2 separate regions of the Sus scrofa genome follow, and region 1 is linked to region 2. A link is a contact called in public Hi-C data. All regions are on one chromosome and are shown on one strand. The core of a region is the stretch at or near the end of the contact, and the rest is flanking DNA. Distances in the headings are between cores, read along the strand shown. Region 1 overlaps SYT1 (synaptotagmin-1). Region 2 overlaps LOC102165008 (a long non-coding RNA gene).

What was found. A called contact is a pair of places that touch in the nucleus more often than the background predicts.
Region 1: a Hi-C map of omental adipose tissue shows a contact between it and region 2, with 1.6 times the contacts expected there. A contact is called at or near these places in 13 of 47 Hi-C or Micro-C datasets (alveolar macrophages, brain, embryonic fibroblasts and 8 more) and 1 of 2 datasets of targeted methods (skeletal muscle).

Annotation. Positions count from the first base shown.
Region 1 is chr5:101,914,526-101,919,173 of Sscrofa11.1, forward strand. All of the region lies in intron 10 of SYT1 (synaptotagmin-1), which reads right to left. Among named protein-coding and RNA genes, the nearest start is that of PAWR, 220 kb to the left of the region's middle.
Region 2 is chr5:101,817,996-101,822,800 of Sscrofa11.1, forward strand. It overlaps LOC102165008 (a long non-coding RNA gene), which reads left to right. Exons shown (of 4, transcript XR_002344360.1): 1 at 1-2,643. Among named protein-coding and RNA genes, the nearest start is that of PAWR, 130 kb to the left of the region's middle.

The sequences.
Region 1 (4,648 bases), core at 541-3,040, 96 kb after region 2:
CTGCATTCCACAAGTCCAGAGAAACTCGCTGGAACTCATACAAAACCCTCTCCTGCTACCATATTAGGAATCAAAATGTGTAGCAGAAACCCACTGCCAAGTCGAGATAATCAACAGGGAATGTCTGTGCCTTCAAGCCAAATGAGTGCAGAAAAATGATCAAGGCAGCAGAATAAATAATGAAACTGAGGACTGGCTTCAGGTGATGGTTTTGCTGTATCCCACTCACTAAGAAAGCTGTGCTGGAAATTTCTATACCTCTTGGCTATTCAGGGACCAGTCTGGTAAGGTCTCATTTTACTGTGGATATGCTAGGTCACAAGTGGAGAAAAGTGAAATAATTTATCTCTTTCTTATTAACGACGTCAAAAATTGTTGTGGTTGCCTGCCTCATAAATCTTCTACCTTAATACCAAGTTGGTTCTGCAATCCTTTTTTAGATTTCCTTTTTCCAACTTTTGCAAAGGGTCTATGAGCATAAGGAAGCCCAGACAACTTTCCTGGCTGATGTGTTTACTCCAAGTGAAACTGATTATAAGATTAGTTCTATTTTCCTAATTTACACGCAGCACTTGATCCATCAAATACTTGACTGGAAACAAATTTTTAAGTAATGCATGTGACAAATTAATAGATGCTTCAGACCACAACACAGTGGTTCTGGAAACCTAGCAAGGGACAGGATGGGGATTATACAGTGAAGGCTGAGCAATTATCTAGTGAATTAAACGGACTATTGTGGAACTAACTGCCTGCTTGATTAAGATAGTAATGATTACACCTGAGAATGTTATGCTGGAACGATGAAAAATTTGACCTTGCAGCCACATTTCATAAATTTTAAAGGAGACATGGGCAAGACATGTGATCAGAGAACAGAAGATTTCATAAATCAAGACAACGGATGACAGGAGCCTGGGTGAGAGCATATTTGTAGACCCAGGATGAAGCAAAGAACTTAGAGCTATTACCATGTAATCTGTTTGCCACAACTCCCTGGGAAATTACAATTGTCAGAGAAATAATAGACCCATGGCCAAACTGCTTTTGGCCATACTACCTGGATGAAAAAAAACAACAAAGGAAAAAAGGTGCTCTGGGATATTTGGAGGTGTAGGAATAAAGCAACAACTTGGTCTTCCTTGAATATTTTTAGCTTGCAATAATTTGCAAAGTTTTCCCGGATCTTATTTGACCCTCTCTGAGGACCTCCTCACCCCCTTAAGCCACACGAGGGCACAGGCTGAATCAACTCTGCTGCATAACTTGCTCAAAGTCTCAGTAAGATTGTGCACTAGATCTCACACCCTTGCTCTCTGCCAAACTCCCACTAACGCCAGTCTAGGAGGAGCGTCTGTGCTTTCTGGGGGCTCCTTTCCTTTGCAGTGAGACTTAATAGCGGCTCCCTCCTTGTTCATTTGGTTGTTCGGCCTTCTGCGTGAGCAATTTTTAGTTCTCCAATAGTTGTGGGACTCTACAACTTGGCTTCGGGGAGGCAGAACTAAACCCCGGGATTGACGAACAGGCAGGAAATGCCCTTTGTTAGGACTGGGGACGTGGCCCAGATGCCTTGGGTGCTGCTGCCATCTCCTGTTCGGAGAGGCTCAGCCCGACCTGCCTTTACATACATTTGCTGTCAATTCGTGTCGCGCCCAGGACAGACTGACTCTGCGCAGGAGTCAGGATGTTCCTCCAGCATTTGTGGTTCCCTCTTCAGCATGTTCTAGAGGCAGCATCTTTTGGTGGCCACTGTTAGAGGTGGTATGAACAGGATTAAGGGAGGGAAGACTGTTGTTTGCAGGAGAAGGGAGCTGGGGGGCCGAGGTCTTCGTGAGGTGGAGATGCGGTCAAGGTGAGGAGGAGGAGAAGTCTGGTCTACTCTGGGGTCCTGCACGAAGCGCCGCTCACACAGGAGCCTCTCTGGGCCAGGGACACACTCCTTTATGGGAAGCAGCATAAAGACTCTGATCCTTGGAATTCCCATTTTGGCTCAGGGGTAATGAATCCGACTAGTATCCATGAGAACGCGGGTTCAACCCCTGGCCTTGCTCAGTGGATTGCAGATCCAGTGTTGCCATGAGCTGTGGTCTAGATCGCAGATGTGGCTCGGATCCTGTGTTGCTGTGGCCGTGGTGTAGGCCAGCAGCTGCAGCTCTGATTCGACTTCTAGCCTGGGAACTTCCACAGGCCACAGGTGTGGCCCTAAAAAGACAAAAAAAAAAAAAAAAAAAAAAGGAATCTGATCCTCTTCTCAGGAGGGATCATCAGAGAAGCTGTGATGTATCCAAGAATCACAGATGTGCTGTAGATAGACGCACCTACAAGCGAGGTCAAGAACTGGGATGGCAGTGGAGCAAAGAAGATTCTGGATCTTCTCAGAGTTTAGTATTTGCATGCGTGAGAATGTGACAATCAGTGGTACAGCAGGTGGGGATAACTATTCCAGGATTGAAGCTGTTCTTTGTCTCATGGCTTCCTGACTAATGCCTGGGAAGCGTGTCTAGGGAGCAGCTAGGTAATGGGGCTGTGGGAGGGGAAGTGGGGTAGAGAGTTGGCAGGGCCACCGCCTGGTGCTAAAGGATCGACAGGTGACACTGACCACATCACCCATCACCCAGGACCTTAACGTATTTGTGGGAAGGCCTCTTTCCTCCTCAAAAACAGAAGAGGCTGCTGTCTTATGAACGTCTCTTCCTTTCAGAATAGTTTTTGATGCTAAATTTAAGTTGATTTCCCTGGTTAATGGGAGAGGCCCACATGGTATGATGAGTCACAGGTAGAAAATCCCCCCAGGGGGAGTTCTGGTGATGAACCCAGAGATGAGTGAGTCATGAAGGAGTAAAAATAGAATACAGGTTCCCTGCCCAGTGATTCTGCCTAGAACCCAGCTTCCACTTCCAGCCATGGCCAGTGGTCATTCCCATGGCACCGAACACCAACTTCTCAGTCAATGCCCTGCTGGTATAATCGCTCATGTGCAAATGCTCTTTTTTCCCATCTGGTCACAAACACAGCAACTTGAAAACAGCTCTGAAGCTCACCCAGTTAGGTCCTGCCCAAATATGTCAGGCTCACCATTGTCATTCTGTGACAGACTGTCACCAGGAAGATACATCTAGATTTAAGTCTAAGCAAAAAGGGAACTTGGCAAATCTTTCTCTTGACAGCCAACATGAAAAAATTAGGCTCCATAAATAGTAATCCATCTCCCTGAAGACCTGGGAAGTTCTTGCCCTGTAACTACGTCAATGATTATGAGTATTGGATTCAGTCTAACGACGCAGTATGAGCCAGCATCCTAGGTCCTGAGAGTGTCCGTGCTGGGCGAGGCAGGGAAGCTTCCTGGGCTTGCGATGGGCTGTACCTTCGGTGCCGTGTACTCGGCCGACCACCACGTGGCCTCTGTGCCTCAGGTGGAGCTCACTTGGTCCCACGTGTCCTGGTTTGTGGCTATGACTCTCCACCGAGGCTGAGGCTTACCTCACAGATGAATTCAACCCTGTAGCTCCTGATGCTGAAGGGTCGATTCTCGAAGGGTCTGGTGAGGGGCCTGGCCGGACGTCTGCCCGGCGTATCTGCAGAGGCTAATACTGTGAGGATGTGGAGAGAGGATGTTTGGGAGCCAAGGCAAGCGTGGTATTCATCTGATTCTTGCTCAGAAGTGGCTGCTTAACCATTCTTACTCTAGTGTTTCGTTTTTTAAGGAGAGTAAAATGGCTTACTAAGATCAACCACTGTAATTTGATCTGCCATTCATGGGAACTGCATTAGGTCATTGAGGCTTCCGACCGGACAGACAGCTATCAGGTGGCCCTGGTATCTGATACATGAACACTACTGGGTCTTTCTGTTTTGCTGTTACGCTATGACATCGATACTCAGACCAGAGGGCAAGTCCGTTGTCAGTGCTGCTACCGCTTCTCCTTGCAGCGCTGACTTCCCTTCCAATTTGATAGAGTAAAATGGATTCCAAGGCCCATTTATAAAATATGACTCAGCTTAATATGTTTAAAGATAAACACACAGATTAAACAACACCGACACCCAGACTGGTTGGAGAATTTCTCCGGTGGCATTGTTCCTGCCATCCAGAAACTTCCAAGACACCTATGCTCAAACTTCAGCCTATATTGGAATCACCCGGAAGGCTTCTTAAAGACCCGCGGCGGCCCGCTCCCAGCTGCCGTGGATCTTGGGTGAGGGTCTGAGAATTTGCATTTCTAACAATGTCTAGGTGTAGTCGATGCTGCTGGGCCTGGGACCCCACGCTGAGTCACGCACGTTTTACCAACCTCTCCCCCGTTTTTCTTTCTTCTCTCTGGATCAGAGTGATACGGACTCAGGCCTGTTATGGGCTGAACTATGTCCCCCCAGGCCACGTGTTGAAGATTTAAGGTCCAGGACCCCAGAACACGGCAGTATTTGGCGACTGGGTCTTAAAAGAGGTAGTGAAGTTACGAGGTCGTCCTCCCCGCGGGCCTCCTGCAGGTGAAGGCCGTCAGAGAAAACGACCGACCTTTCCTAAGGAAGAGGGAATCCGCCCACCCGTCCGCCGTCGGATCTGCGAGTTGCAGCAGCATCTCTGCCCTGGTCCTCCAGCCTCCTGCCTCCCCTGCCAGCCTCAGCAATGTCGTGAGTCAGTTCCTTA
Region 2 (4,805 bases), core at 931-3,430:
TGGACGGGGACAACAGGCAGGACTGCAATAGCTGCACTAGGTGGCTGGCTCCGTGGCTTTAATGGTCTCACCGAGAGGCTCCCGACCCGGAGGGTGGCCTGAGGGTTCATTTCTCCAGCTCGGGATGGGGAGGAAGGTACTCACGTCTGCTGGCATTTCTGTCTGTGACTCTGGGGAGTCTTTCTATCCCAGATGCATTTTCGGAGGACACGGGAACCCTGCCTAATGAGAAAGCCATTCATTCTGAGTGGAGGAGGAGAAGAAAAAAAAGCGAAACAAAAGTTCCTTTCCTGGAGTTCCCATCGTGGCTCAGTGGTTAGCGAATCCGACTAGGAATCATGGGGTTGCAGGTTTCATCCCTGGACTTGCTCAGTGGGTTAAGGATCCGGCATTGCCGTGAGCTGTAGTGTAGGTCGCAGACGCGGCTCGGATCCCGCGTTGCTGTGGCTCTGGCGTAGGCCGGTGGCTACAGCTCCGATTCAACCCCTAGCCTGGGAACCTCCATATGCCACGGGAGCGGCCCAAGAAATAGCAACAACAACAACAACAACAAGACAAAAAAAAAAAAAAAAAAGTTCCTTTCCTGGAAACAGGCCACACTGATTATACATTCGTAATAATCAAGCCTGAAGCCCAGCTGTCATGTCCTGAAACAACTCCATTTAGCCAAATTACAGGTGGGCTCTTGTGGACTGCTTATCTTTTCCTGGCTGGCTGTTTTTGTTCCCAAATCTTGGGTGTGGAAAGGTGAGCCGGAAGCCAAGAGGGGTCTGTTCCCTGATTCCCTGGGGTGGCGGCCCATAAAGACGGTGCCCAGAAGAAACGGCCGTGAAGCCTTCTCGGTAACGCTCCTGGGGTGTGAGGGGGGTTGAGGGCCACGGGTGTGTCTGCAAGACGCTCGAATCCCTCTCCACCCTCTGCCAACATTCCGCCTGGTCAGGTTTTGCTGTCAGGAGTCACAGCCTGTTCTCCCAACTTGGTTTGTCTTTCTCCACTTTGTTCTCCGTTTGCCGCTGTGAAGCCCACGGGGGGGCCCAGCCCTGGGAGCTTCCTGGTGAAATAATCGTCTTTCAAGTGTGGGGCTGCTTTTCAGCTCCATCCTCCTTTTTTTGTTGAGTTGGAATCCCCGCCCAACTCACTCCAATAAACGTCTCCTCTGGGCGTTTTCCCCTCAAGACGTGGTAGGAACTCCTGATCCTTTGAGGGAAGAGAATAGGAAGCAGGAGCGAGGCCTTTGGGCAAGTCTGAGTAAACAGTGCTGACCTTGTGTAAAGGGCGCTCATGTCGCTAAACGGCCGTGGAAATACAAAAGATAAGAGGAAGGACACAGCAGCCCTGTCCAAATATGGCCCACTTGAACGCTGGATGGTATCTCGGCCTGGCAGGAAAATTCCAGATGTCCCTCTGGCTGCAGATGTTTCACCTTATCTGCCTCTGCTGATAAACGGAAGACGAGCTTGGTATCGGGAGGTGCTGGTTGTCTGAAGAAGTGCAGCACTGGTGTTGGGGCGCCTCTCTGCCCGCGCCCTAGCCTTTGCCCGACGCCTCGGATACACCCTGACTTATCATTTCACCCGGACCTGCCCTCAGTGGCTTCGTTTGCATGGCTTCTTCCAATGCGGATCCCAGAGGAGCCAGAGACGGCCCGTCCCCTGTGCCTCGGGGTGCTGTTGAGTCACGGGAAGGGGAATTCTGCCCCCCCCCCCCAAAGCCCAAAGCTGCTAGCGACTTTGTTTTTTCTGGCACACTAACTAGGCCCAAATCTCCTGGCCTCCAGTTCACACTCCCAGTGCCTCCAGCAGAGAGAAACGTGGCTCTTGCTCCCTCATGTTTGCACATATGACGAGTCTACTAATAGCTTCTGACCGGTCGGGCAGCCCTGCTTTTGAGCAAGCCAAACACTTGTAACCTGAACGTGGAAACACAGCACAGTTTTGTACAAAGAAGGCTGTGCAGATTTTTAACTCCTTTTGCTCCCGACGGCAGCCTAGGAGAGAACTTCCAAACTTCAGCAGAAATGCAGGACAGAAATGCAAGTTTAAGCTCCAGCTTCTGGGCTGCACACTTGAGCAAGATCATTACAGATAGAACAGAACCTTTGACCCGGGCAGTTCAGGCTGCGCTGGGAGGTGCATCTGGATGGATCCGCCCCGAGGTAGTGTATTTACAATGAGAATTGAAGGAAGAGTTTTGAAACATCCTGTCACAGGATGTACTGACGCGCCTGCCTGAACAGGCGGCGGAGGAAACCGGGAGCGGGTGCGGGATCGGTGACCACACCGCCCTCTGGTGGTTTTCCCGAGAAATAAACGAACGAGCTGCAGGTGGACCCAAGGTCTGCGGCAAATTGACCCCAATCAGCTCCCCAGCGGTGTGTTGTTGAGAGGGAGGAGGCGGCGAGGGAGGGAGGGGGAGAGACGGGAAGGGAGAGGATTCCTGCCCACGGCTTTCACCTCTGGGGCCCTAGCGACGGACCGGCCGACTGAGGTCCAGTTTGGGCCTCGGGGCAAACCCCTTGCCCCAGCTTTCCAGCAAGGGATGCTAGTGACAAATCTTGACTGCGTATTTGGACCAGGGCCCCGGGTTCCTTTCTAGCCGCCGAAGCTTTGCCCCTGCTGCTTCTGGCCTGCATTCCCTTTCGAGGTAAGTCCTTCTCTATGCTGGGGGGCTGAGGGTGGGGGTGGCCCCCAGCCCCTGCAAAGGCTCCTGAGACCAAGCGGCCTCTCTGGCACCCTCCGCTCTTCTCCTGGGTTCTTTTTTTGGGCCTGTCATCCTTTCAAACACTGGGGCTGTGCAGGGCACACGGAAGGGCGCTGGCCCTGCGAGCTCCCCGGCTGCCTGTGGGAGGAATGTGTAGGGCTGTTGCAGCCCTTAGGGCAGGACAGGCATGCGGAGCATCTCAGGCGCTGCTTTTTGGGCCCACGGAAGGGAAGTGTGGGCCGGGGGGTGGGGGGGGCTTCACAAACACCTCGGATCACAAGGCCCTCGGGCCGAGGATCGGGTTCTGAAGCCGGTCTGCTCTTCGAGTCCTTGCCTGCCCGCTGACCCGGGAACAGAGAGGCCTGGGGCCAAGGGATCGTGTGGCCGGCTGTAGATACTCAGAGTTACCGTGGCTCTTCGTCTTGGAGGTGGGTTGCTGTGTTGGTTTAGTCGGATTCAGCAGAGTCGGTAAACACGGGGAGGCAAGTGTGCTGCCATCCGTGTTTTCAGGGCTGGGGTGCAGGGCCCTGGCCCTGGGTTTGCTTCACCCTGGACCTTCCCGGCGTCTTACTTCATCCCAGGAAAGGAAGCGGACCATGCTGGGCGTTTGACTCAGACCCGTCACCGCGTCCCCGGCTGGCTCTCTCGTCACACTCCCTTTTCACTTGGTCATGAGCGTTTGCATGGAACGCTCCTCCTTACGAGGGCACCGGTCAGCCCCCGCCCCCACCCGCTTTCGTGACTCTCGGAGTCTCACGCGGATCCCATGATGTGGTTGACGGTGTCACAGGAGGCTCCGGTTTGGAATCAGGATTTACCCATGATCCTGAGGCGTATCTGGCTCTTGAGGAAAACTTACTGCTCCCCGCAAACACTGCAGCCACGTGGCGGCATCACCCTGGGTCGCTTCCGTCTCCATCAACGTCTCCCGGGACACATGACCGTGCCCCTTGGGACGGGCAACACGTCCCTCACACTCAAGGGGTGCACAGACTAGCCTGTGTGGCCGGTTCTGTGAGCCTGTCCTTGTGTCGGGGTGTAGACGTGCAAGGATTTCCTTTTCCCCGTAATCGCTGCTGCGTCCTCCCCAAACTCTCCGCCTGCGGGCTTGGACGCGCTTGACGGCGTCTCAGCCTGATTCTCCCACTTTCTTCAAAGTGTCGCTGAAATCTCAAGACTCGGGAGTGTTCGTTGTAGTTTCAAAATCATTTTCTGTTCAGAGGCCGCCTCCTGCTCGTGCCCACCCCTCAGGAAGCCAGGCCCCTCCCACCCCCGCGCCCTTGGCTGTGGTGCCCTCTGATGTAGGAGCTGAAGCTGGCAGTGACCCCTCTGGCTGGTCTGCTTCCAGCGAGGTCCTGTGCCCGCGTCTCCTCTCCGTAGGCGGTGGCTGCTCATCTGGCCGACACTGAGCGTCCCACGCAGAAGCGTCTGAGAGCAGTGTCTCTCTGGGGGCGCATGTGCTGGTGCCTCAGGGGTGCCCAGGCCGCCCCTGGCCACGCTCCGGGTGGAGCCCTCCCTCAGGTGCCATGTCCTCTTTCGGCCGTGGTACCCATCGCATCAGGGGAAAGCGAGGCGGCTGAAGCCCGGCCTCCGTCCTTGGAGTCCGTCAGAGCCAAGCGGAAGCTCTTCTTCTTGCTGCTCCCAAGAGGGCAATGCAGCCCACCTTCTAGCACCTTCTCTCAGCTGCAGCATCTCTCTGGCTCCCTCCTCCAGTCTCAACGCTCTGCCTCCGTTCAGACCAGAGCCAGCCTCCGAACCTCACCTGGGCGGTAAGGGCGGGAAGCACCAGCCCAGCTCATTCTTATCCTGCGAGGGCCCCGATTCCACACCCACCTTGTCCGTAGGGGGAGCTGGTGGGCAGACGGCGGCCCCGCTTCAGGACTCTCTCCTCCAAGAGGCCACCCTGTCCGTTTCTCACCCTCCTCTGTTACCAAAGAAGCGCATCTAACACGTGACCGTCTCCAGTTCCTGCTCGAAGGCCTCCCCCCATCCCTAAGTTCCCCAGACGGGGAATGTGGGGTGGAATTTTGTGGTACCTGCAGGCCTTCCTCCACAGGTCTTGACATGAAGTGGGAGACAGACGTTTGCTATGCGGTGACATCCCG